4 separate regions of the Sus scrofa genome follow, and all the other regions are linked to region 4. The links are chromatin contacts, called in public Hi-C and HiChIP or PLAC-seq maps. All regions are on one chromosome and are shown on one strand. Each heading gives the region's core, a stretch centred on a gene start, on an enhancer-like site or on the middle of the called end of the contact. The rest is flanking DNA. Distances are from core to core; before and after follow the strand shown. Region 1 holds the start of WSB1 (WD repeat and SOCS box-containing protein 1). Region 2 has its middle 17 kb from the start of KSR1. Region 3 holds the start of KSR1 (kinase suppressor of Ras 1). Region 4 holds the start of NF1 (neurofibromin).

Evidence for each region. Hi-C and Micro-C count contacts between places; a contact is called where the count stands out from the background. HiChIP or PLAC-seq counts read pairs in DNA pulled down with a chosen protein or histone mark.
Region 1: a contact with region 4 is called in an H3K27ac HiChIP or PLAC-seq map of alveolar macrophages. The contact joins the promoter of WSB1 here to the promoter of NF1 in region 4. A contact is called at or near these places in 3 of 47 Hi-C or Micro-C datasets (embryonic fibroblasts, heart right ventricle and skeletal muscle) and 2 of 2 datasets of contacts at active chromatin or transcription factors (alveolar macrophages and skeletal muscle).
Region 2: a contact with region 4 is called in an H3K27ac HiChIP or PLAC-seq map of alveolar macrophages. The contact joins the enhancer-like site here to the promoter of NF1 in region 4. A contact is called at or near these places in 1 of 5 promoter capture datasets (liver), 7 of 47 Hi-C or Micro-C datasets (alveolar macrophages, embryonic fibroblasts, heart right ventricle and 2 more) and 2 of 2 datasets of contacts at active chromatin or transcription factors (alveolar macrophages and skeletal muscle).
Region 3: a Hi-C map of skeletal muscle shows a contact between it and region 4, with 5 times the contacts expected there. The contact joins the promoter of KSR1 here to the promoter of NF1 in region 4. A contact is called at or near these places in 1 of 5 promoter capture datasets (liver), 7 of 47 Hi-C or Micro-C datasets (alveolar macrophages, embryonic fibroblasts, heart right ventricle and 3 more) and 2 of 2 datasets of contacts at active chromatin or transcription factors (alveolar macrophages and skeletal muscle).

What each region holds. Positions count from the first base shown.
Region 1 is chr12:43,883,861-43,888,690 of Sscrofa11.1, forward strand. It overlaps WSB1 (WD repeat and SOCS box-containing protein 1), which reads left to right and starts at 1,255. Exons shown (of 9, transcript XM_021067462.1): 1 at 1,255-1,613. The coding sequence starts at 1,574.
Region 2 is chr12:43,907,540-43,912,204 of Sscrofa11.1, forward strand. No RefSeq gene overlaps it. Among named protein-coding and RNA genes, the nearest start is that of KSR1, 17 kb to the right of the region's middle. Within about 2 kb of position 2,307, at least 32 of the 83 cell types and tissues checked have an H3K27ac peak or open chromatin away from gene starts, as enhancers often do. A contact at or near this core is called in alveolar macrophages, liver and retroperitoneal adipose tissue, where this site is marked.
Region 3 is chr12:43,924,831-43,929,375 of Sscrofa11.1, forward strand. It overlaps KSR1 (kinase suppressor of Ras 1), which reads left to right and starts at 2,392. Exons shown (of 19, transcript XM_021067472.1): 1 at 2,392-3,096.
Region 4 is chr12:43,751,110-43,756,156 of Sscrofa11.1, forward strand. It overlaps NF1 (neurofibromin), which reads right to left and starts at 3,096. Exons shown (of 59, transcript XM_021067460.1): 1 at 2,602-3,096. The coding sequence starts at 2,661.

The sequences.
Region 1 (4,830 bases), core at 5-2,504, 130 kb after region 4:
AGTTGGTTTAAAGAATCAACAGGGACTGATAGAAATGTTGCTATTGAAGATACTAGACTGCACTATTTTCTTTTGTTCTACTCTAGATATTTGACAACTAGCCTCAGTGTATGGCACAAAGTAAGCCATCAATAAATATGTTGACTGTATGTGACAAAAAAAAAAGGAGAGGGGGATGATTTCTTGTACCTGTTATTAAATATTTCACTATTGGAAGACTTATCCTTATGCAAAGAAAAAGATGAAGAAGTCATGCTGTAGGTGCTGTCATTTGAGATCTCTCGAAAGAGTCTGGCTAGGCACAACTCCTCTCCCATTGGTGTCTGTTGCATATTTGAAATTCCCAGCCTTAGACGTCTTCCTTTGGAACTAGGTTTAATGCCCACAGAAGAACCCATTAAAATGCAAAGATATCGTCTTTGAATGGAACCAACTTGGCTTTTGGCAGATACACACACATTTATCAGCACTGCAGTGTAAATAGCTAGCTGCCTCCCAGAGGCCTAGACCTTGGAAAGCAGCCTTGCAGAATGGGCCGCTTCTAAGCAGACACGGTGGGATCTGCCTCGGCTAGTGGTCAGGACACAGCCGACCGCCAGCCTCGCTGCAGCCTCCGGGCAGGCCGGCTGCAGGGATTAGCCAGGACGAAGGCAGCCCCAGGAGGCCTTGTGGTGGGGCAGGACACCATCCAGCCCAGGTCTCCCCCTTCCTCAAGCCGGGTCACTTCGGCCCTTCCAAAAATCTGCTAGCTCTCATAAGAACGCTCACGGCCGGACATGTGGTACAGAGCGATGTCATCTCATTGTTTTCAACAGTGCCACCCCCAGTTCCCTGCCATTTGAGGGCCGGGGAAGAGGCCAAATAGAATTGAAGTCTGGAATGCCTTTTTTTGTTCTTTTCAGTTCAGTCAGCTTAAATGCCACGCAATCTTTACACTGTGGGCTAACGTGTATTACACAATTCTCTATTTGCCTTTTTAAAGGCGCTTCAAGTTATAAACACCATGCTGGGCCCCCGGCCGAAAAAAGAGACGCAGTTAAAAGCAGTCAGTAGGCTCCAGCCCGGCGTTTGGGCCTGGACTGGGGTCGCACCCCTCCTCTACCGCCCCCGCCCTCTTCCGGCTCCCAGGTCCAGTCCCCAGGACAACGCCCTAGAGCACCCGGCGGGAGGGCGGGGCACCAAGCCTTGGCCGTCACGTCCCGAACGTCGGGAGGCGGGGCATAGCGCTTTTACGTCACCAGACCCCGCCCCGCATCCCTGATATTAACCGCGCCGACCGCCATTTTGTCTCCAGTGTCTCGTTTGCTGTCCGCGGCGTAGAGGGAAGTGTCTGACTCCGTGGGCGTGAGGCAGGGAGCAGGGGCTATTGTTTGTGTTTCACGCCGTAGTTTGGTCCGAGGCCTCCGGAGCTTTCCCGGGGCAGTCGGCAGAAGCCGCCGCGACCGCCCCGCCCCTCCCCTCCGTCCCTGGGACCGGGAGGGACCCAGACCGCGTCACGCCCCTCGGCGCTCAACCTTCCCTTCTCTGTCGTTGCGTCCGCATCGCTTCCCCGGAATCGGACGGTACCCCATAGATGGCCAGCTTTCCCCCGAGGGTCAACGAGAAAGAGATCGGTGAGGAATGGGACGATGGGCGAGGGGTGCCGGTGAGCCCGCGGGAGTTTAGGAGAGGCAGGGACTCTCCCGAGGAGGCTCTGAGTCTGAGGAAGTGGAGTGAGCCTGAGCCAAGCCTTAGAGCGCAGAGGGAAGAAGCGGCCCTGTGAGTGGGTGTCGTTGAGGGTAAATGGGTTCAGCCTTGATGCCGCGCCTACTGTGCGCCGGGCACGGCGGAAGGCAGTGCGCGGATCTTAGAGGCAAAGAGATTCTGGGCGCCGAGTGGAGGGCTGTAGTGATCATGTGGCCCGGGATGGATACACACTCGTGGGGATCCTAGCTGTCTCATCGGAGGTCTGCGCAGGGCTGTTCTGCAGGGATTCTCTTGGCTCGGGGGTTGGGGCCTGGAGTGGGCCGGAGCGGGCTGGGTAAGTCTTCGGGACGCTTACAAGTTTCCAGTGGGGAAAAGTACACTTGTGTGTTCTGAGCTGTTATGAAAGGATGGGTCTTCGTGTATACCAATCACTATAAGGGGAAGTGCAGCCGAAGAGCTGCCTTCAGCCTGGAAAAAGCAATATATATATATATTTTTTTTTTTTTTTTTTAATTGGTGTGGCGTTAAGAAAGGCAGCAGGCGGCTCAGGGGAGGAGTCTCAGTTATCTTTCGTGCACTTAAGAGTTGGGAGGAGCAGGGTGGTTGGGTGGAGTGACCGAAGAAAAGCTCATCTACGGAGGAGCAAACTCTTGAAAAGGCTGTCTAGAAACGCTTAGCGGCCAGCCCTGCCGAGCTGAAAACCGGCTGATAGATGTTGGCGGTCCTGTGTCAGGACGTACCCAGTGGCTCAGTGGAAAACACCTCACATTTTTTTAAGTCCTCTCACAAGGTGAAATAACTGGAACAACTTTGGGGGAAGTTGGGGGTGCTAATCATTGATTGATGTGTTACTAAACATTTAAACTTAGCAAGTCAAGTTATACACCTTATTTAAATATATGCAGTTTTTATTAAAATAGATTTAGCATCTCCCCACCCTTTCTCAAAGCCCAGCACTGAAATTACCGCTGTTAAATAAATGAAAATTGGAGGTAGCTACTGAGCTGAGAGCCTTTGCATTTCCTTATTCTTCAACTAAATGTATGCCTTTATTAAACACTGGCAGGAGGTATTTCCAGAGAAAGGGAGAAACAATAGCTAAAAGGCCCCCTATACTGTATGTTGGTAAATTCTTATATTTAGAGACAGCTATCTTAGAATTCTGGACTTTTGTCCTCTTAGGGATACAGTTGGATGGCAAGTTAGGAGGGGGCTTTAACCCTGGGTTGTTTTTTGTTTGGCTTTTTTGCTTTTTAGGGCCACACCTGCAGCATATGGAAGTTCCCAGGCTAGGAGTCAAACTGGAGCTACAGCTGCCAGCCTATGCCACAGCCATGCCAGATCCCAGCCTTGTCTGTGACCTACACCACAGCTCACAGCAGCAACAGATGCTTTAACCCACTAAGTGGAGCCAGGGTTTGAACCTGTATCCTCATGTTCATTTCTGCTGAGCCACAACAGGAACTCCCGACGCTGTTTTTTGGGGGTTTTTTTTGCTGTTCAGGGCTGCACCTGAAGCATATGGAGGTTCCCAGGCTAGGGGTCTAATCGGAGCTACAGCTGCCGGCCTCCAGGCCTCCACCACAGCAACGCAGGATCCGAGCCTGTCTGCGACCTACACTACAGCTTATGGCAATGCTGGATCCTTACCCACTGAGCGGGGCCAGGGATAGAGCCCGCAACCTCGTGGTTCCTAGTTGGATTCTTTTCCGATGTGCCACGATGAATTCCCTGATCCTGGTTTTAGTAACAGTTTTAAACAGAAAACAAAATTCATGTCCAGTTTTTTTGTTTGTTTTTATGTCACACCTGTGGCATGTGGAAGTCCAGGGATTGAATCTGACCTGCAGCTGTAGCAACGTGAGATCCTTTAACCCACTGCTCCAGGGCCTTGGGATCAAACCTGCACCTCCACAGTGACCTGAGCTGCTGAAGTTGGATTCTTAGCCTGCTGCGCCACAGCAGGAAGTCCTCATGTCCAATTTTTATTTTAACTGTGGGATGTAGAACTCAGAAGTTCTTATTCTCAGTCCAATGGTGTTTTGTTTTCGTACTCACAGTAGTGTCATAGATGAGTGGTCTGCCTTTCATTTATCTGTATTTTACTTCATCTTGAATCATTTTGAAAACTTTCCAGTCCTCTCTTATAAGGGATGGATAGAGCTTCTTAGCATAACTGCATAAGGTAGAACCTATCCATAGGTAGATACCTATCCACTAGGTAGCCTTTTGAATTAAAAAAAATGGGGGCGGTATTTAGGTCTCATTGTTATTTCCTAGATATAGTATAAAGTTACTAGGTAGTCGCCAAATAATCTAAAAGAACTTTGGCCTTTTAAAGGTCGTTTTGTTTTGTTTTTTTAAACAGGTTTTTGTTTCTTTGTTTTTTAAAAAATTATTTGGATACAGAGTTAAACACTACACTGTGTAGTTTGTATCTATCAGTAAGGACTGACTTCCCTTTTTTCTTGGGTATTAATTACAGTTGTTTGGTTCTCATGTACTGAAAGAGGAGGCAAAATTCCATGAATGATTAAAGAAATCTATGCGACAGGGAGTTCCTGCCTAGAGCTACAGCCCTCTTTCACAAGGCACTGCCACAGATCCTCCCTTTCTGGTTGTGAAATTGCGGGGAGGAATGTGAAGAAGGGGCTAAATCTAGTTTGGTTGAGCAGTGACTCAGCTGATGGGTTAGAACTGTATGGATATTAATAATGTAGTGTTGTATCTTATGGCCAAGTTTCCATGGCAGGCAGCTGTTCTTTATACAAGGTCATTAAAAATCATACATTTCTTAGAATACTAGCATTAAACAGCAGGTAGTGTATCAGGTTTAATTAAATTTTTTCTTCATTATAAATCTTGTGCTAGTTATAATATTGTACCAATTATTAATATAATACTTTTAACGGTATAGCATCTATTTATTTGGCAGGTTTTTTGGGTTTTTTTTTTTTTTTTTTTAGGATGGCCCTATTTCTTGAATATATATTTAAGAAAAATTAGCTTATTATTTCATGGCCTTTGTTATCTGAACCACCAGCTTTTTAGTTAATTTATTACCATTCTTTACTCAGAGGGAGTTTTGTGATTGTTGCCAAGGTAAAAGAAGAAAAATACAGATGATCTTAAAATACAGATGAG
Region 2 (4,665 bases), core at 1,057-3,556, 160 kb after region 4:
ACACAGAAAAAAAATGACTTAAGCCCTGTCCTTTGCCCAATGCCTGGGAAAATTACACTGGATATTCCATTTGTTTTTCCCTCCACATGACTCTCCTTAGGAACTTATCTCAAACGATTCAACTTAAGCTGAAGCAGGAAGCCCCAAAGCAGTCACTGAAGGTGAGAAAGTCAGCTGACCTCAGAGCCACTGGCTTTAAAGATGAACATCAGGTCAGGTTACAAACTGCCACATCCAGGGGAAACCTAAGCCCTTTACACCAGCTGTGTGTGTGGACAAGCTTAGATGGGCTTGCCTGGAACTGACCCAAGGTGGCACTGGGCCAGGTGGAAGAGTTACCCAGTCAACTGATACTGATGCCACCGAAGGAACAGAGACAGTTCCCAGCCAAGGAGCGCCCAAGTCAAGAATAAAGGATCAGATCATTCTTACCATATTCATGGATTAAAAACTATACTTCTATCCCTCCACTTTCGAACATCTCTGGAAGTGGGATGTATTTTAGAATCAATCCTGTCTTCAAAAATTTTCTTTCTTAAGTGGACATACTAATGGTACAGATTACAATCAGTGGCATCCAGGGTTTGATGAAACACAAAACAGTGGAATTTATATACAATTAAAAGGTCCCATGGGGTGTTATAGAAATGTCAGGAGTAGAAGACACCAAAAACAGATGGTAACTGAAGGGTGAGACATAGGGAAGTGAAGGGATCCATGAGCCCTTCCTGAAAAATGGCTTGACAATGAAATTCAGTCAATGAAAATCTAATAAAATCGCAAAATAGCTAACATTTATAGACTTTTACTATGATCCAAGCATTGTCCTAGATGAGTAACCAGTATAATTTAATCACCATAACCTAATGAAGCAGATATTCTCACCCCCCCCCCTTTATAAATCAAGAAACTAAAGTATAGAGAGGTTCACTAACTTACCAAAACTGATAGTAAATGGCAGAGTCAGGATTCAGACCCAGGCTTTCTGACTCCAGGCCCTGAGTGGGGGGAAATGGTAAAAACACTCAATATGCAATTGAGCACAAAGTTCAATTTTGAGCTTTCAGGCAGGCAGAGCAAAATAGGTTAATCACATATATTTATTTTTAATTAAAAAAATGTTTTGGTCTTTTTAGGGCCACACCCATGGTGTATGGAGTTTGCCAGGTTAGGGGGTCGAATTGGAGCTACAGCTGCCAGCCTACGCCACAGCCACAGCAGCTCTGAGCTGTGTCTGTGACCTACACCACAGTTCACGGCAACACCAGATCCTTAATCCACTGAGCAAGGCCAGGGATCAAACCCAAGTCCTCGTGGATAATGGTGGGTTTTTTTAACCACTGAGCCACGACAAGAACTCCCTCCACACATATTTTTAAAGTAATGTCTTCATGACTTCATTGTTTTGAAAGATAAATGCTCATGATTTCTTAAAGTCAAGCTATATGGAAAAAATACAAAAATGACAATGCATACTATTCCTTCTCCCAGAAATAACATAGAAGATCCCATGCATGGTATCTCATTTTGCAACTGAGGGCGTAGGGGAGAGGGCAGAGAGAGAGAGATGTGGAGTGTCCATCCGGGACTTTTCTATAGAAAGTGGTTCACTTTGGCCTGTTTTTGGCACAAAAAATTACTGAAAGGCCACGGACATTGACATATCCTCAGACAAGGCCAAGGAAGAGTCTGGTTAGATACCTATAAGATCATAAGCTTCAGAGTCGAGAAATAACTTGCAATCTTTGCATTAAGTACTCTGTAGTTGTGTAACCTGGGGCAAGTCCCTTAGCCTCTCTGAACCTCCTTTTCCCAATCTGTGAAATTAGACTCATTGTAGTACCTAAACCCAGGATTATTGGGATTAATTGAGAGCAAGCCCCAAAAGCATTTAGTGTGGGGCCTAGTCTTTTATTATTATGCCTAAAAGAGCACACGTCCACAGCAGTAGGGACCTTGGGTGTTTATGATCATCCCCTTCCCCCAGGAGGCAAATGAGAGAATTTTTTAGTGTGTTCTGCGACGGTTTGGTTTTTAGGTTTTTTCCCCTTCCTTCCGTCCTTCTTTCTTTCTTTCTTGGGCCAGGGACTGAATCTGAGCCGCATCTGTGACCTTTGTCCCAGCTGCAGCAGCGCTGGATCTTTAACCCATCCTGCCACAGCGGGAACTTTGTTTTTACTTTAGTTTTGTTTTGTTTTCCTAAAAGAAATGCCAAAGGTCTTAAACGCAGCCACACCCCACTGTGGGCCTCCAGTGAGCAGTCAGATGATCTGGGAGGGTTGGGACCACAGGCAGAGAAGTGGAACTTGGCTGCCTGCCCCCCAAGACACAAGCCCTGGAGCCCAGGGAGGAGCCTCCTTTCACTGGAGGGGAAGGCAGAGAGTCTGTGGGTCGGGGTGTGGGAGTAAGAGGGGAGGCTGCGGCCCCAGATACTCAGGCTATGGGCAGGGACTATCAGAAGAGACTGATAGGAGTTGCTGTTATGGCTCAGTGGTAACCCCACTATTATTCACGAGGACAAGGGTTTGATCCATGGCCTCACTCAGTGGGTTAAAGATCCGGCATTGCCGTGAGCTGTGGTGTAGGTCACAAACCAGGCTCCATTCTGGCGTTGCTGTGGCTGTGGTGTAGGCTGGCAGCTGTGGCTCCAATTTGACTCTTAGCTGGGAACCTCCATATGCCGTCGGTGCAGCCCTAAAAAGACAAAAAAATAAGAGACTGATAGTCCCTGTCAGGCCTGATTCCTGCCTCTGCCCAAGCAGTGGCTGTCCATCATGGCTTCCTTGACATCCTGTGCCTCCCTCTATCTCAGCACCTGTCAACCACACACTCATTCATTCATTCCTGCCTTCCTTCTTGGATTCTTTTACTCATTCACTCACTCAGTGTGTCTTCAGCATTTGCCATATGCCAGACCATGCTGGCACTGGGGAAACCAAGACACAGCTCCTGCCCTCAAAAAATCCCAGTCTAAAAAACAGACAAGGGAGCTCCCTGGTGGCCTAGTGGTTAAGGACCTGGTGTTGTCACTGCTGTGATGTGGGTTCAATCCCTGGCCTGGGGAACTTCAACATGCTGTGGGCATGGCAAAAAATAAAAATAAAAATAAAAAGCAGGAGTTCCCTTCGTGGGTCAATGGTTAATGAACCCGACTGGGATCCATGAGGATGCAGGTTCAATCCCTGGCCTCACTCAGTGGGTTAAGGATCCCGCATTGCTGTGGCTGTGGTGGAGGCTGGCAGCTGTAGCTCCAATTGGACCCCTAGCCTGGGAACTTCCATGTGCCCCAGGTGTGGCCCTAAAAAATAAATAGATTAAATTTTAAAAAATAAAAAGCAGACAAAAACAAACCTGCAAAATTAAACAGCTAAGGAAAAAGACCTCATAATTGCTATAATGGGCCACAGGCATGATCGCTATTCAGGGCCTTTTTTGCTGAGTTTATCACTGGAAGCAACCCAGCTGGCTGACAGCAAAGCCTGCAGCCAAACTGCCAGGGTGGATACCCCTGATCTCTCTAACTAGCTGTGGGACCTCAGGCAGGAACCGAGGCTCTCTGTGCCTCAGTTTGGCTGTAAAATGTAGATAATAGGAGTTTACATCCTCAGAGGGTTGTGATGAGAATTAGAAGAACTAAGACCAGAATGGGGCCCGGCATATCGCACAATATAAGTGTTTATTTTCCTTTTTTCTTTGTTTTTTTTTTTTTAGCTAAAAAGAAAAGGAAGGGAAAGAGAGTAAAGCTCTAAACTCCTTTCTTTAATTAACAGCAAACTTTTTTTTTTTTTTTTTTTTTTTTTTAGGGCTGCATCCACGGCATGGGGAGGTTTCCAGGCTAGGGGTCTAATGGGAGCTGTAGCTGCCGGCCACAGCCACGGCCACGGCCACGGCCACAGCCACAGCCAAGCGGGATACTAGCCGCGTCTGCGACCTACACCACAGCTCTCTGCAACGGCTGATCCTTAACCCACTGAGCAAGGCCAGAGATCGAACCTGAGTCCTCACGGATACTAGTCAGATTCGTTTTCCGCTGAGCCATGACGGAAACTCCAACAGCAATCTTTTGAAGTTCCGACTACCTGGTCTTTGTGGCAAAACCGCCCGTATTCCTTGGCTTCCTCCTTACCTCTCAGGAGCCGGCCCTCCGAGTGCTCTGAGAGACGGCCTCCGCGGCTCGAGTCCTCAGAATGTCCGCGAAAGAACATAAGTCTCAACTTTTAAGTTGTGCATTTTTTTCTTCAGTTACCACAGGCCGCACAGAAGTATGTTCCCAGCTGAAGACCACTGATCTGGTTCAAACCTTTTAAATTTTACTCCACTCAACTTATCAAGATAAGGTGAAGTCGGCAGAAGAGCCCAGACTGGGAAAGTGAGGGGCTGTTTGCTTTCACTCCCCAGGAGTCCCCACAGCAACCGGGACCCTCCACAGGAGGGGCAGAGTGCCAGAGCGCACGGAGGCCGCTGGGAAAGCACGGAGGCTGCCGGGAAACCAGGAGGATGCTGGGAAACCATGTGGGGCGGTGTTGCTGTCCTTCCCGTGCCCTCCCTACCCCGCTGCCTCTTCCACTTCAAAGCACACTCTCTGGTCCCCTTCTGCAGAGCAGGTACGCATCGCCAGGCTTGCTCCTTAGCAGTAGTGCCTGCCCATGGGCAGAGCAAGCGCCG
Region 3 (4,545 bases), core at 1,142-3,641, 170 kb after region 4:
TTTTTTAAAATTTATGACTATACCCACAGCATATGGAAGTTCCCCAGCCAGGGTTGAATCTGAGCTGCAGCTGTGGCCTACACTACAGCTGCTGCAATGCCTGATCCCTTAACCCACTGTTCTGTGTTGGGGATTGAACCTGTGCCTTAGTAGTGACCCAAGTTGCTGCAGTCGGATTCTTAACCCACCCCACCACAGATGGAACTCTTCACCTCACTTTTTTATGTGCGGAGGGCAAAGAATTGAGCGGTTTTCCACCCTCAAGGAGCCCACTGTCCATTTAACAATAAATGTGTGAACAAAAATAAATGCCAAAACCTCTGCAGTGTGTGACACGTGCTTTCCTGGAGGTATTAGGTATGTTGGGAGCAAATAAGAAGGCCTGATCTTTTCTGGAAGGGGAAGGGAAGCAGGCACTCAGAGGCTGCCAGGGAGACTGTTTTAATTTTAATTAAATTCCAATTTTAATTATGGTGAAATACACATGACCTAAAATTTATCGTCATAGCCATTTTTAAGTGTACAGTTCAGTGGCTCTAAGTACACTCACCCTGCTGTGCAACTGTCACTACCATCCGTCCCCAGAATGCTTCAACTTGAAAAACTGAAACTACCCATTAGACAGTAACTCCCCAACCTCCCCTTCCCCACTCTGCCCCTGGCAATTCTTTTGCCTCTAAAATTTGACTGCCTCGGTACCTCCTATGAGTGGAAACTTATCATTTTTGTCCTTTGGTGACTGGCTTATTTCACTTAGCTTCATGTCTTCAAGGTTCGTCTATGTTGTATTATGTGTCAGAATTTCCTTCCTTTTTTTTGGGGGGGGGCAGCACCCTAAGCATGTGAAAGTTCCCAGGCCAGGGATCAAATCCAAACTGCAGCTGTGACCTATGCCACAGCTGCTGCAAGGCTGGATCCGCCACAGTGGGAACTGCAGAATTTCCTTCCTTTTTAAGTCTAAATAATATTCCATTGTATTTATACTCCACATTTTGTTATCCTTTCAGTCAATCGATACTTGGATTTCTTCTGCCTTTTAGCTGCTGTGAATAAAGCTGCTATGAACATGGGAGTACAAATATCTCTTCAAGTATCTGCTTTCAATTCTTTCTGGTATATATGCAGAAATAGAATCACTGGATCATATTCCTCATTTTGAGCAACCACCATATACTGTTTTTGACAGCAGCCACACCATTTTGCGTCCCCGCCAACAGTGCACAAGTGTTCCAGTTTCTCCACATCCTTTTCAACACTTCAGATGACTTGGTGTTCCATAATAGCTATCCTAATGGGTGAAGTGGTATCTCATTGCGGTTTTGATTTGCATTTCTTTAAAGATTAGCGATATCGGGTATGTTTTCTTGGGCTTATGGGCCATTCCTGGATCTTCTTTGGAGAAATGTCTATTCAAATCCTTTGCCCGTTTAAAAATCCTGTGGCGTGTTTTTTGGTTGTTGGTTCATAGGAGTTCTTTATATATTCTGGATAGCGACCCCTTATCGTGTAGAGTTTGCAAGTATTTTCTCCTGACCTGTGGGCGGCCTCTTCACTCTGTTATTTGTGCCCTTTGATGTACATCATGGAGGAGATTTTTAAGTGTTGGTAGAAGTCAGCCAGTTTGGGCAGCAGTGAAATGAGGGGAAGGTATTTCCATCAAAGGAAACAGCCAGTGTAAACACACAGAAGAAAGAAATAGCAAAGAGCAAGTAGTTGAGTCTTGCTAGAGCATGTGTGCAGGAGGTAGGAAGTGGAGAGAGGTGAGGCTGGACACACAGAACAATAGGCCAGCTAAGTGGCTTGGGTCGTGGTCCCAGGACTCCTGCCTCAGCATCAGCTACTAGGAGTTTGTTAAAAATGCACTGCTGTTGCCCCAGCCCTGACCTACTCTGGTGGGGGGCCTGGAGATCTGGGTTTTAACCAGCCCATGGGATTATTCTGATCTTCCGTCAAGTTTGAGCACTATTCCAGGGACAATGGGGAGCCACTAGGGGGCCGGGCTAGGCCGATGGAAAGATGACCTGCCGGTTCTTCAGGTTGGGGCGCCCCCATATGGCTTTACCCCATCGTCCTCCAGCCACCCCACCCGGCTGCCTCCAACTGCCCTCCCGCCCCCAGCTATCCCCCCCGGAGTGTGAGGCTTTCTGCTGGGTTGGGGTCAGGGGTCACGGAGGGGGCCCGCGCTGCTGCAGCCAGGCCCACATTCCTCTCACTTCCCGCCATTGTCCCGGGTTCCTGTGGCCGCGACTCCTCACTGGCCCGGCCGCCCTAAGGCCCCCGGGGGGTGATGACTCATTTCCTTTCTCCCGAGTGACATAATCCAGTGCCCAGCTCAGCAGACCTGGATCTCGGGCCGCTGGGAGCTTCCCGGCCGGCAGGGGGCGGCCGAGCCCGCCTTCCCCGGACGCGCGAGCAGAGCCGGAGCCCGCTTCCCTGGCCGCCCTCCACCCCCACCCCCGGGACCCCCTTCCCTGGCTGATGAGGAGCAGGGGAAGCAGAACAAGACCTCTGACCTTGCTCTTGCCTACCCTCTGCCCGAAATCAGACCCCGAACGGTCACAGATGGGGAAATCCGGACCTGGGAGAGGGGTGTGTTTTGACAAGGCAGAGCAGCCCATCCTGAGAGGCGCGGGACTGGAACTCAGCACTCTGGGCCCCCCAGGCCCGTGATTTTCCCTGCAGACACGCAGGTATTAATTTTTCCCTCCTCGCTGCCAACCTGCTCCCCCGTGATGTTTCCAGTACAAGGTTTGCAGACAATAATATTTCCCAGATTCGGATCATTTCTGGGCCCTGAAACAGTGTCACCCCCTGGAAGCTACAGAAGCTGAGGGCTCCACTTGCTTCCCAGGTGGAGCCTGAAGTTACTGGGTGGTGACCCAGCCCCAGCGTGGACTGAGCACCCAGCTGACTGGCTTTGCAAGGAGGTGTCCCTCTGCGCCCAGTGCCGGCCCCTCTGGATGGGTGCCTCTCTCCTCTGCTTTCCCTCCAGGCTCCCAGGAGGCAGGGAGACTCATTCCAGTAAAATACCTCCCCTTCCCCCCACGGCTGACGTGGCGAAAGGACGCAGGAAATGATGGTCATTATTATTACCAGGTAAGGTACCTTATCTTGTTGCCTCAATTTCCTCACCTGTAAACTGGGTGTATAATAACGTACAGAGTTATTGTGAGGATTAAATGAGTTCGGACTCAGAAGATGCTTATAGCAGAGCTTGGCGTCTGATAAGCACTAGAGACTCTTCCAGAATTTGGGCTCCATGAAGGCAGAGATTCTGTCTGTTGTCTTTCTTTGGGCACTGCTGTATCTCTAACATCTAGAAAACTGTCTGGTGAAAACTAGGAACCCAGGAAATACTTGTTGAATGAATTGAATGAATGAATGAATGAGTGAATTTTAGCCATTACTATTGCCTAGGCTGATTTTACTCTAGGATCTAGGCCTGTCAGAGCAGGCCTGAAGGATTAAAGGGGAAGATTTTTTTCTTTTTTGTAATTTATTTTATTGAGATATAGTTTATTTACGATGCTGTATTCATTTTTGCTGTACAGCAAAGTGATCGAGTTATATGTGTATATATTCTTTTTCACGTTCTTTTCCATTATGGTTTATCACAGGATATTCAGTGTAGTTCTCTGTGCTGTGTAGTAGGGCGTTGTCATTTATCCATTCTATATATAATAGTTCGCATCTGCTAGTCCCAACTTCCCAATTTCCCCCTCTCTACCCCTCCTTCCCCTCGGCAACCACAAATCTGTTCTCTATGTCTGTGAGTCTGTTTCTGTTTCGTGGATAAGTTCATTTGTGTCATTTTTGTGTGTGTATCATATTTTAGATTCTGTAGGGATTCCGGTTGTGGCATAATGGGTTAAGGATCTGGTATAGGTGTGATATAGGTCACAGCTGTGACTCTGATTCCATCTCTAGCCGAGGAATCCCATATACTGTGGGTACAATGGAAAAAAAAGATTCCAATATAATCGATATCGTATGGCATTTGTCTTTTTCTGACTTAGTACGAGACTCTCGAGGTCCATCCACGTTGCTGCAAATAGCATTATTTCATTCTTTTTAATGGCTGGTAGTATTCCATTGTATATACACACCACATCGTCATATCTCTTCCTCTGTTGATGGACATTTAGGTTGTTTCCATATCTTGGCTGCTGTAAACGATGCTGCTGTGTACATAGGGGTGCATGAATCTTTTTGAATTATAGTTTTATCTGGATATATGTCCAGGAGTAGGATGCTGGATCATATGGTGACGCTATTTTTAGTTTTTTAAGGAATCTTCATACTGTTTTCTGTAGTAGCTGCACCAGTTGTCATTCTGGAGGGGAATATTCGTGAGGGTCTCTTTGCACTAGGGCTTCTTGGGAAGAAGTCGTCCTAAGAAAAGACTTTTGAAGAACCTAAGTTCAAGGGTAGGGCAAGGGGAAAAGGTGATATGGGGGATTGGAATCCCAGGAGTGGACAATTTCATGAATGTACCAGAAGGCGCATCAGCACAGTTAATCTATGGTGGCTTTATGACAGTGTGGT
Region 4 (5,047 bases), core at 1,846-4,345:
TAATGTATATAAGAACCTTATATTAAACACCAAAACCCTTATACTTTTACATCTCAAAGTCAGTGGGCTTTAACCTTGTAAGAGAAAAATGTGAGGAATAATTTGTCCTATGGATCTTTCTCTTAATTACAACATAAGGAATATATTTTTTAAATGCTTCCATTTAAAACTCTCGTCTTTAATTATTAACTGATGGTAGTGAGTTTGATTCCACAATATTCATAACAAAGCAGCAACAAAGTTTTAAGTTTTTTTTTTTTTACACTGAGACAAAAAAAAGGAAACATTTATTTGCATTACTGGGCCTACAACCAAAATCATTCCTCTTTTAAAATTTAGAAAACTATGTTTTTCATTATGTGGTAGATAAGTGTAGAGATCAACAGGTAAGTAGTGAAGAAATAAAGTTTAAAAATTAATTGGAAGGGGGTAGGAAAAAAATTTTACTTAAAACAAAAATTGGGGAGTTCCTGTTGTGGCTCAGCTGGTTAAGAACCCAACATAGGCTCCATGAGGATTCAGGTATGATCCCTGACCTCACTCACTGAGTTAATGATCTGGTGTTGCTGCAAGCTTCAGCAGAGGTCACAGATGCAGCTCAGACCAGTGTTGCCATGGCTGTGGCATAGGCCTGCAGCTGCAGCTCCAACTGGACCCCTGGCCCCGGGGAAATTCCATATGCTGCGTGTGTGGCCAAAAAAGAAAAAAAAAAAAAAAAAAAAATGCAGTAGTTCTGTTGTGGTGCAGCAGGTTAAGGACCTGGCATTGTCAGAAACTTGGGTTGCTGCTGTGAGTCAGGTTTGATCTCTGGCCCAGGAAATTTCATATGCCACAGGCATGGCCAAAACAAAACAAAAAAAAATGGGAAACAACAAGTGTGTGAATCCTTCAAATTCCTGCATCCAGATTATACTGCCCATACAGTTCAGCTTTGGGTTTCTTCTGTATGCCTTTTAAATTCTTATTCAGGATTTAAAATTACACAGAGAAAGTCTTTTCTATCAAGGTCTAAATCTAAGGCTCTATATATTACAATCCAATATATGCAGGAACATTTCATTTCCTCAAATAGACTAGTAGCACAGTGGTTTAGATACTTTTTGGTTTGGAAGCAGAAGGATGGGTGAAAGAACTCCTTCAATTCTCTGACAGCTTCATAATTCTATTTTATCTCAGTAGCTTCTTCTCAAATTTTTTCTCAATTCCTCTGCGTATTCCTAAATACTTTTTGGTTAGTTCAGAAACACTGCAAGAAAATGTTTATGGATCAAGTAAAAGTGGAGCCCTCCTCCCACCTCCATTCAGCTCATAATCAGTCTTATGATTATATCCAGTAAACAAAATAGATTGACTCAATCTTAAGCAGTTCCTCATCACAGGAAGCCCATGGTAGAACTGCAGCTGCAAAAAGCATCCCCTAAGACCATCCCTAACTACCTACATACATCAACACAAAGTTAAACTAAATCCTACTGACAAAAGGCCATGGGTGCATTCATTCCAATCAGCCCCAGGATTTAGAGTTTGAAGCTAAGGGAATAAAAAGGCATCTCCCCAAACTATGAAACTTTTTTTTTTCCCATCTCAAATATTCTCAATGAAAGTTCTCGTCAACCAAGAGGTGAGAGCTAAAAACAAAAACAAAACACTAGCAGAATTACCAGCTCCAGGACCACTTCCCAGCTGTCTTTGCTTGCTGTTGTCAGTGGCTCAGATGCAGTTTCCCACTTTCCTTTCACTTTCCTCCCCTTAATCCCCAAGATTCCCACTACAGAAAGCAATATTCACATTCTCAGACCGCTGGCAAAAAACGCGGGTGGGGTGGGAGGTGGAGACTGCAACTACCAAAGAAGAGGGGGAAAAAAGAAAATATTTCAGAGGGAGGGGGGAACTAGAACCAAGGTTTCCACTGCCAAAAGCAATGTAAAAGCTAGCCTGGTATCATCAGGATTTGGGGGGACGCCCGCGTAGGGCATCAAAAAGATGTGCAGTGTGTGTGCACTTGGAGCTCTCCGGGCGGGCTGAGACGATGGAGCAGAAAGTAAGAAAACCTATGCTTTCCCTGCTTTCTTCCAGTCTTCCCCTCCAAGAGAGGAAGCTAAAGAAACTGGGGGAGGGGCGAGATGTTACTGTTCTTCCATTGGGGGTACACAGGTCGGGCCTTGGGGTTCCTTCAGCTACTTTCCCCCAGTTAGGAGGACCACTGAATAAGAGGAAACCCCTAAATGTTACCCAGCTCCGTCAACGAAAAAAAAAAAAGTAAGAGGGGATGATTAAATCCAGATGGAGAGCCCCAGAAAGCGCCCCCAGGTCACTCATCCCTATTAGCAAGCGGAAGGGCTGGGATAAAGAGGATGGAGGGTCGGGGGGGTGGTGAGGGAAAAGGCCCCACCCCCCCGACTTAGGAGGGAAGGGGAGCCCGAGCCACCAGCCGTCCCCTTCTTCCCCGCACCTCCCCCTAGGCCACCCCCACTTATCCCCCCAGCCTTTCCTCTGGAGCCCGAGGCAGCCGCGGGGGAGGCGGCCGCTCCTTCCTCCCCTCACCCACTCCGTCCCCACCCCCACTCCGCTCCCACCTCCCGCTTGCCACGGGCCCGTTACCTGCTCGTCGAAGCGGCTGACCACGGCCTGGACCCATTCCACCGGCCTGTGCGCGGCCATGTCCTCCCCGCGACCGGGGGGCGGCGGAGGGACCAGGCGGCCGGCGCCCAGGGCCGGGAAGAGGGCGGGGAGCGGGGGCTGAGGTGAGGGGAGAGACAAGGAGGGGGTCTGAGGAGTGTAGGCTCCGAACGTTCCCACGGGGGTGGGGATGGGGGGCCTGCGCCCCACCGGGAAGGGGAGAGGGGAAGGGGGCGTTGGCGAAGAGGCTGGGGGGAGGGGGGGCGGGGAGGGGGGATCCGGGGAGGGGAGGGGGCCTCTTGGTCGCTCTCCCCACTAGCGCCGTCTCCCCACAGCCATCACAGTCCGAGACGCCGCCATGACACCCCACCGGAAGTGGGATCCTTTCCACGGCCCGGGGAGAGGGAGAGCGAGCGAGCTCGAGATTGAGAGCGCGGCTGGGAAAGGGGAGGGGGAAGCGAGAGGGAAGGGGGCCTGCCGCGCATGCGCCCGCGCCGGCCGGTTTCATTAATGAAAAAGCGAGTCCTCCTGGAGGTGACGTCACCTAACTCCTCTGGGCCCGGAGGCGCGCGTCCCTCTTCGCCGCTGGGCTCAACTCGACTCCGGCTCCGGTTGCTGCTGGCGAGAGTCCAAGCCGACCGGGGAGCATCCGCTCCCATCCCACCGCCACCTCAAGATCCCCCTCCCCCGCCGGCCTCCGGGTTTGGATTGCTCCCCGGGTTGGAAGTTAGAGGCGCCCCGGGGCTAGCATTTCTCTCGCACGCAGGTCTCTGCCGCTAATTTTGCGAGAGACTGTGCTCTGCCTTAAGCTCTCGCAAAAGCTAAGGCACACAACCTTAGGTTTCCAGGCCCTTCGTAGCCACTATAGCCTACTGAGAAACAGGAAAAAGTAAAGCCAAAGGAGATTCGGTGTTTTTTGTTGTTTTTTTTTAACGTTCTCTTAAATCCCGGTGCTATATGGCAGTCAAAGAACTCAAGACTCCGGAATCCCAGTCCGGACTTCCTCTATTAAACTCATAGGCACCCAAGTTAATAAAACTTTTGCGCAGTTGATAACAGAAAGATTCAAGTTTCACCATCCTCAAAAAGCCTTTAAGGGTTTCGCATACATTATTAATTAAACACATTTATCATCTCATGTAATGAGCCTTTCCAATAGGTATCATTATCCTCATCTAATGAGGCTGGGTCACAAGAGGTTCCTTGATTTGCCTAAAGTCACAGAGTTGGTTGGTGGGTAGCAGAGTCAGGATGCAAACCCAGGTGGTTTGACCCCAAGGACAATAGAGACAGATTGTGGCTCTTCTGAAACAAAGGTGTTTCCTAAGCCCCCAATACAAGAGTTAAAATTATTTCATGTGGAATTGGGTCATTAAGGTTTTCCAGGAAGACAGTTATATCCAAACAATGGATGATCTATCTATATCCGACTGAACTTTGGAATGAGTTATTTTTAAATCCATCTTCCTCCATACATTTTACTTAGTCTAATGATAAAATGAGCTTACACATTCTGAGCACATACCAATTAAGAGCCCATTAGGCCACATGGCAGGATACTAACTGGGTGACAAGGCAGACAGTGAAACTAGAATTTTAATTTTGTCACAGAAAAATCCCCGAACCGGAGTTCCTGTCATGGCGCAGTGGTTAACGAATCCGACTAGGAACCATGAGGATGTGGGTTCGATCCCTGCCCTTGCTCAGTGGGTTAAGGATCCGGCATTGCCGTGAGCTGTGGTGTAGGTCACAGACTCGGCTCATCTGGCGTTGCTGTGGCTCTAGCGTAGTCTGGTGGCTACAGCTCCGGCTGGACCCCTAGCCTGGGAACCTCCATATGCCATGGAAGCGGCCCTAGAAAAGGCAAAAAGACCAAAAAAAAAAAAAATCCCGGAACCAATAGCACATATCCAGAAAAACATATCTGTGGGAGAAGTTTCCAATATCTGCCAGCTGGTAATTATCCAAAATACATATTAAGTTAATTAATATTTCATTCCAATAGAACAGGAGAACAGAGTCTGGATGGTTCTATTGTACATCCCTTAAGGATGCAACATGAATACTGACTAATTTCTTTTAGATGATGTCAGAAATGATGAGTGTGGAAGAAAAGGATGAATATTAAATCAATGCCCATATATGCCTTCCCCAACTAGGACCCCTAGAAAAGCTCTCAGACACTCCCCAGAAGTATCCCAATGCTTGCATTTCAGTGCTAAACTTCGAGACCCACAATCTGTCTTTCCTTTTCTCTTGAGGGTGAGAAAGTCCCTGATCACTTTCCTTTTGGCATGGCTTTTTTCCTGTCCTTTCCTCTCATCTTTGCTTGACTAGATGTAACTGCCGGAACCCTTGGCTCCCTTGCCTCAGTGACATTCCATTGCCAAAGTCCCTCTGCTTCCTTTTCCACTCCCCACCCTAACTC